2 separate regions of the Rattus norvegicus genome follow, and region 1 is linked to region 2. Evidence: chromatin contacts called from public Hi-C data. All regions are on one chromosome and are shown on one strand. The core of a region is the stretch at or near the end of the contact, and the rest is flanking DNA. Distances in the headings are between cores, read along the strand shown.

Evidence for each region. Hi-C and Micro-C count contacts between places; a contact is called where the count stands out from the background.
Region 1: a contact with region 2 is called in a Hi-C map of kidney, with 4 times the contacts expected there. The contact joins two enhancer-like sites. A contact is called at or near these places in 4 of 12 Hi-C or Micro-C datasets (the A7r5 cell line, Schwann cells, kidney and 1 more).

The regions. Positions count from the first base shown.
Region 1 is chr7:116,488,131-116,491,860 of GRCr8, forward strand. LOC120093699 (a long non-coding RNA gene) reads left to right here. Exons shown (of 2, transcript XR_005487277.2): 2 at 1-399. Among named protein-coding and RNA genes, the nearest start is that of Ttll1, 39 kb to the right of the region's middle. Within about 2 kb of position 1,646, at least 27 of the 93 cell types and tissues checked have an H3K27ac peak or open chromatin away from gene starts, as enhancers often do. A contact at or near this core is called in kidney, where this site is marked.
Region 2 is chr7:116,219,299-116,222,935 of GRCr8, forward strand. No RefSeq gene overlaps it. Among named protein-coding and RNA genes, the nearest start is that of Cyb5r3, 17 kb to the left of the region's middle. Within about 2 kb of position 1,848, at least 2 of the 93 cell types and tissues checked have an H3K27ac peak or open chromatin away from gene starts, as enhancers often do. A contact at or near this core is called in kidney, where this site is marked.

The DNA.
Region 1 (3,730 bases), core at 396-2,895, 270 kb after region 2:
AATTAGTGATTGATGGGGGCTGGTGGTCCTGGGTGCCATAAGAAAACAGGCTGAGCAAGCCAGTAAGCAGCACCCCTTTGCCTCAGCTCGTACCTCCAGGTTCCTGCCCTGCTTAAGCTCCTGACCTGACTTCCTTCGATGATCCTTTCCTCCCTAACTTCCTTTTGGTCATGGTGTTTCATTGCAGCAATAGAACCCTAAGACACTGTGCAAGCCTTGGCGACCTGGATTTGTTCTCAGGAAGCCACAGAGGAAGGAAAGAACTAACATTGAAAGTTATCCTCTGGGGTTGGGGATTTAGCTCAGTGGTAGAGCGCTTGCCTAGGAAGCGCAAGGCCCTGGGTTCGGTCCCCAGCTCCGAAAAAAAGAACCAAAAAAAAAAAAAAAAAAAAAAAGAAAGTTGTCCTCTAACCACACACACACATAACATATACATCCACACACACATACAACATACACATAACACACAACACACATAACATACACATACTAAACACATAACATATACATCCACACACACATACAACATACACATAACACACAACACACATAACATACACATACACATACATACAACATACACATAACACACACATAACATACACATACACGGGGTTGGGGATTTAGCTCAGTGGTAGAGCGCTCAGTGGTAGAGCGCTTGCCTAGCAAGCGCAAGGCCCTGGGTTCAGTCCCCAGCTCCGAAAAAAAAAACAAAAACAAAAAACATACACATACACACATAACATACACATAACACACACAACACACATCATACACACACACATATACACATACACATAACCACACAACACACATCATACACACACACATACACAACATACACATAACACACACAACACACATCATACACACACATATACACATACACATAACACACACAACACACATCATACACACACATATACACATACACACACAACATACACATAACACACAACACACATCATACACACATATACACATACACATAACACATTCATATACACACATCATACACACATATATACACCACATACACACACATACACACATATATACACATACACGTACACGCTACATAACATAATACAAAATAATAATCCAGTAAAACTCTTTAAGCTTGGGTAGGGAAAGATGGATGGTCTATTTGGCAAGAGAGAAACGTGACAGAAAGACAAGTCTGGTCTGGACACTGGCGTGACTGAAATGGTAGGTCTAGGCATGACACCTTGACAGACAACAGCAGAAAGCCTCAGCAGCAAGGTGCGCTTTAATCGGGTCTTAGGGCATAGGAGGATTCTGTAGGGAAGGGAAGAACACTCCAGGAAGATAGATGATCAGTGTGGGCTGCGGCTTTGAGACAGGGGATCACATCACGGAGTGCCAGGAACATGGTGGAGGGGCGTGCTACAAGTGTATCTGCAACTGGGAATGTCACTCTAGTCCAAGTAACCGGCCAGGCCATATGTGGGCTGTGACCTGATGCTCCTAAGCCCAGGCAGCTGCTGGGCAAAAATTTCCACTTGTCTCCCTGCTTCTTGTGGCTCTCAAAGCCTTTCTGTTTGAGCTCCCTTAGAGGTGAGGCAGGAGACACAGCCCTCTCCCTGCCGGATGTGGGTGTCTGGTGTCACCGGGGCAGGACACACCCCTAGCTTTATGGCTATGACTCAGCCCTCACCAAGCCCAGGGCTCTCCCAGCACAGGGCACACCCTCCCTTGGCATACCATACCGGCTGTTCTTTATTAGCAAAGGGCCTTGGGCAGGGTTTGGAAACAGCCTGCCCAGGGGACAATGGGAAAGGAAAGGAGAGGGCAGCTCCTACCAGCAGGTGTGTCATATTCTCTGCTAAGAATAGCTGCGAGGCAGCAAACCCTGGGCCCAGGCCCAAGTGTTCAGGTTCAGCCACTGCTCCTACCTAGGTGGCAGGCAGGAATGACTGTCACTCTCATGTCACTGACCCTCCCCAAGGAAACAGGCTCAGAGAGGCCAGATTGACATGGGAAGCATGAAGGTGGCAGAGATTCCTCCCGAAAGGCACATTCATCTAACGTCTACTGTGTGCTGGCAATGGGGGAGGGCCCAGCCCACTGTGAGTGGTGCCACCCCGGGGGCAGGCAGTTCTGGGTTTTATAAGAAGCAGGCTGAGCAAGGCATTATGACCAAGCCAGTCCAGTAAGCAGCACTCATTCATGACCTCTGCATCAGCTCCTGCCTCCAGTTTCCTGTCCCCTTTGAGCTCCTGGCTTGACTTCCCTGAGTGATGGACTGTAAGCCAGCTTGCAGATGGGAGAGGCGTCTCTGACATCCACAGGATGGAGTAACATAAGGAGCCTCGGAAGTTACTGACCTGACCGATGGTCCAGATGAGGACCAGGGAGGTACCGAGCGGCTGCGGCTCTAGCCACAGCTCTGCAGACTTCCTTCTGAAACGGACCAGGCTCTAACCTAGTCCTGCCTGTGAGATCCTGGAGTGGTTCTGACCCTGGGGAGCACATGCCCTTTCTAGACAGGGAGGAGTCACCTGCACCCAACAGTCAGCTCTTCCAGACCACCTTGCACAGCATCACGCCCTGAGCCCTCAGCGGCAGGCACGGGCTCCTCCCTCCCCTTCCGCCTGTCCACTTGACCCCAGAGTCTCGGAAGCAAAGACCTCGCTGCTTGTCCACAGCTGGGCTAAGTAGTGAAGACCATTGTCATTGCTGACAAAATGAAAACAAATGAACCCTGAAAACCAAAGGACAACAAACAAACAAACAAAAACAAAAAACCTCCAAGCTCCGCCCTTCTGCTCGCTGGCGAAGTCCTATAAGCCCATATCCCTATAGACTGCTTTGTTCAAGCTTGCTATAAGAGTTAAGGATGAATGACCTTGACCTTTCTGTCCTCACTTGTAGGGTGGCTGGGGTCCCAGGCAGGCACCAGCCGCCACACTCACCCTAGACCTCCATTCGAGTCACTCTGGCAGTTTCTGGTTTCACCTTGATTAGAAGATCCGAAACTGGAAGGGCTGGTGACTTCCCCATTATTAGGTTGTTACCCTGAAACAGGATTGCTTTATAACCCTGAGCAAATGACCTCTGCATGGGCAGTCCCTTTGAGAAAGTCCTTTCTTAGAAGGTGCCAACCCCTTTCCCACTCCTGCCCTCTGCTGGCCAGCAGAGGACAGCTCCCTACTCTCTCCTACATCTTCATCTTCCTCAGTGGACTCCCTTCCCATACCCTCAGCTCCCAGCTACCTTCACTGAGAGGCAAGCTCAGGATCACCCTCCCTGCTTCTCTAAGAACACCAACTCTTGCTCCTCGAAAACATCCAATGGCTGCCTAGCGCCTACAGCAAGGGTAAGACTTCTTCACCAGGCATCTTCCAACGTCCGCCCCTCACCGTCTTTGTGAAATGATCTCAAGCCATTCCCCATTCTCCTGCTTCTGTCCATTCGCTGTTATGCAGAGCACAGCTTGAAAAGCAGCTCCAACTGGAAGCCACCCCAGACAGCCCGCATTGGAACGGATGGAGCACCCTCATCCCTGCTGCTCTGGCCTAGAGCACAGGCACACGTACGCGCACACGCGCACACATACACACATGCACACACTACAGCAAGTGTTTGTAAATGCTGCTCTAGAATTTTTTTTAACCCAGCATCTTCCTTTCCTCAGCCATGTGAGGTAAGAGGGCACAGTTTAACTTCCTGGCAGATGAGAAGGCTAAAGCTCAGAGAGGCTCAGTAA
Region 2 (3,637 bases), core at 598-3,097:
GAATGGAGGGGCTGAATGGAGTCCTGTGGGAAAACCTTCACCTAGGCAAGTTGGGCTGCAGAGAGCCTGTGCTGTTAAGAGCATGTGCTGTTCTAGAAGACCCGAAGACCCAAAGACTGGAGTTTGTTCCAAGCTCCCATATCTGGCTGCCTCTTCCTCTTCCTCCTCTTCCTCCTCCTCCTCCTCCTCCTCTTCCTCCTCTTCTTCCTCCTCCTCCTCCTCCTCCTCCTGCCTCCTCCTCCTTCCCTTCTTCTTTCCTCCATAGGCACAAGCTCATACATGAAGTAAGTAAATAAATACATTATTTATTTATACCTCTTACCAGGCCAGGGGTGGTGGTGCACACCTTTAATCCCAGTACTGGGAAGGCAGAGGCAGGCTGTTCTCTGTGGCCAGCCTGGCGTACATAGTAAATGAGACCCTGCCCGAAAACAGTAACAACAAAAGACACCCGCAGGTTGAGGCTAGAGAGATGGTTGAGCAGTTGAAACCACAGCTCTTGAAGAGGGCCTGGGTTCAATTTCCAGCACCTACTGTCTGACAGCCATCTTCTGGCCTCTGCAGGCAAAATGGTCACACACATACGCTGCAGAATATTTGATCACACTGTGGGATAGTGAAATCTGGAAAAGACCTGTTTCTAGTTGTGGTGAGGTTCACACCTTTAATCCAAGAGCCTCCTGTTCACTGGAACAGGATTAAATAAAGTCAACCATAGGTCAAGAGGCAGAGCAAGCAGCCAGTTGATGGCCAGTGAACGTAGGAAAACAAGTCACACACTTTGCAGAGGTAAAACAGGCAAAAGCATAAGGCCACCATACTTCCCATCAGGCCTAATCAGGGGCAGGCAGGTATCCTGAGGTATCTTTTGCCTGTGTACCTCCCACCTACATCCAATCAAACACATCTGGGCACTTGGGTTAGACAAACTTGTTTAGGGGAGTGAAGATATGAATGCCCTCTAGCACTTCCTGCGTTGTGGGTGATTTGGTCAGCCGAGGAGGAAGGTCAGCTGGGTGCTTTCTCTGCCTCTCTGGGCTAGCAGGCTTTCACCCCAGCATCTGGCCTCCCAGTCTTCATTGGTAATAGTGCACTTTGAGATTAACAACTCATAAAATAGAATAAATCTCAAGACAAAATTTTGAAGGTCAGCTGACCAAAATGATTGGTTAATAGTTACTCCCCAAAAGCCTCTGTGTTTGGGGTCTTCTTTTTTTTTTTTTTTTTTGGTTCTTTTTTTTTGGAGCTGGGGACCGAACCCAGGGCCTTGCGCTTCCTAGGTAAGCGCTCTACCACTGAGCTAAATCCCCAACCCCACGTTTGGGGTCTTAAGGCATGAATTTGAGCTCCTATTTGGGGAGCCAAGGTAACTACAAAGGCTACTGTTAGGTCTGAGAATCGCAAAGAGAAAGACTGACTATGATTTTTTTTTTTTAAGATTTATTTATTTTATTTATATAAGTAAACTATAGCTGTCCTCATCCACACCAGAAGAGGGCATCAGATCCCATTACAGATGGTTGTGAGCCACCATGTGGTTGCTGGGAATTGAACTCAGGACCTCTGGAAGAGCAGTCAGTGCTTTTAACGGTTGAGCCATCTCTCCAGCCCCAGCCAGTGCTCTTAACCACTGAGCTACCTCTTCAGCCCGATCTACAATTTTTAAGCCAGTTTGAGGCAAGCTTTAATTAAATACTGGCCAGGATGATGGACTCTGGCCAGGTTCATTCCAGGGTTCCCAGGAAAAGGGCAGCAAGTCACATTTTTCAGAAATAGGAGAGCCTCCCTCCCCCACTGCCGCAGGTCCTCTTGTTAGAACTTTGTTACATAAGCTTGTCTGACCAGGTGTAATCAGGTTCCTGGAATTCCTGAAATGGTTACACATCCAACATTGCTAATCCTGAGGTTTTCTGCTCTCTCTCTCTTCTAGATTTCTAAATTAGCCAGTTGGGCATAGACTGAACCTCAGTGAGGAACAGCAGAGCTCCCCTCTTGAGTAAGGGATATTTATCAAAGGTCACTGGCACTGTGGCCCACACCTTTAATTTCAGCACTTGGGAGGCACATTCCAGTCAGGACTACATAGGGAGACACTGTCTTAAACAAAGCAAAACAAACAAAACCCCCAGAAGACAGAGAGCATCTGTGCCATGTGTGCTGTTCCATTGGTCGGGCTTCGGGTGTGGCATTGCCACTTTTACAGAAAGGATTTGCATGGCTGAGGTTCTTTCACTTTATTAGGGTTTCCTCAGTGCAGTGAGGCTAGTCTTTTCCCACCACGTGAGGAGGCAATCTGGGGGACTAGCCAGCCATCGAGACCCTGGGGTCCTCCCCAACAGTCATGAGGAACACTTGTTCATTTCCACAAGTTAAAGCAAGCTGAGGTACGGTCAGACCTGGGGGCACAGGGTCACAATTCCAGCTACAAAGGAGGCCGAGGGCAGGAGTGTCTCAAGTTCAAGGCCAGCCCATGTAAATTTAGTGAGACCTTATCTCAAAATAACACAGCCTCTCTCGGGTGATGTTGGGATTCAGATCCAGGACAAAGAGCTTTGGTGCATATTTTACATACCAGAGTGGTCCTTACCCCTAGGGTCTCCCAGCATCCCTCAGCCCCTACCTGTTATAGGGCATGACTGGTATACCCCACCCTCTGCCCTGAACTTTACAGCCCAGGGGTCAGGCTTCCCTCCCTCCCTCCCTCCCTCCCTCCCTCCCTCCCTCCCTCCCTCCCTCCCTATCTCTGCTTCTCTCCTCTCTCTGCTCACATGCTTTCTCTCTCCTTCTCTTCCCCCTACCTCAATGTCCCACTCCATGGTGACTTCACTGACCCTCCTCCTGTATGGTTGGTCCCCAATAAACCTGCCTTTATACTTGGCTTGGACTTGCTCGTTTCATCAGCAGAGAGAAATTTATCAGAGACCTCCAGCTGCCTTTCAACTTTCAACAGGGATACCAGCAGATTCCATTGGGATAGAGCTCAGCTGGTGCACAATATTGCAGTGGAGCCAAGGTCAGCAAGGGGAAGGGGCGAAGGGCAGCTCAATACTCAGAGCTGGTTGGCTCCCAGGCTCCCAGCAGGGCACAGCTGATAGCCTTGTTTCCCAGATGCTCTAACTGAGCCTCACAACATGGCACAGGTGTCCCCCACGGCTGGCTGACACTTTATAGTGGGGGCTCTCTCAGTGTTGCTCACTGTAGCTCCCAACAAGGAGCATCACGGGGAGATACACCCCAAAATGAAAGGACTGGGCAGTGCGTTGGGGATGGCAATGCCTACCTTCAATCCCAGTACTCAGGCGGCAGAGGCAGGTGGATTTCTGTTTGTTCGAATTCAACCTGGTCTACAAAGTGAGTTCTAGGACAGCCAGGACTACACAGAGAAACCCTGTCTCAAGAAACACAAACATGGGGGTTGGGGATTTGGCTCAGTGGTAGAGCGCTTGCCTAGCAAGCGAAAGCCCTGGGTTCGGTCCCCAGCTCCGAAAAAAAGAAAAGAAAAAAAAAAAAAAGAAAGAAAGAAACACAAACATGTACATGTCAAAGCCATCTAGGAGAAGCTAAGGCATGCGAGCGAGACTTCTGGAGATGGCCCACTGCTTGCATAGCCTGTGATGCGTGAGATGTAAGATGCAGG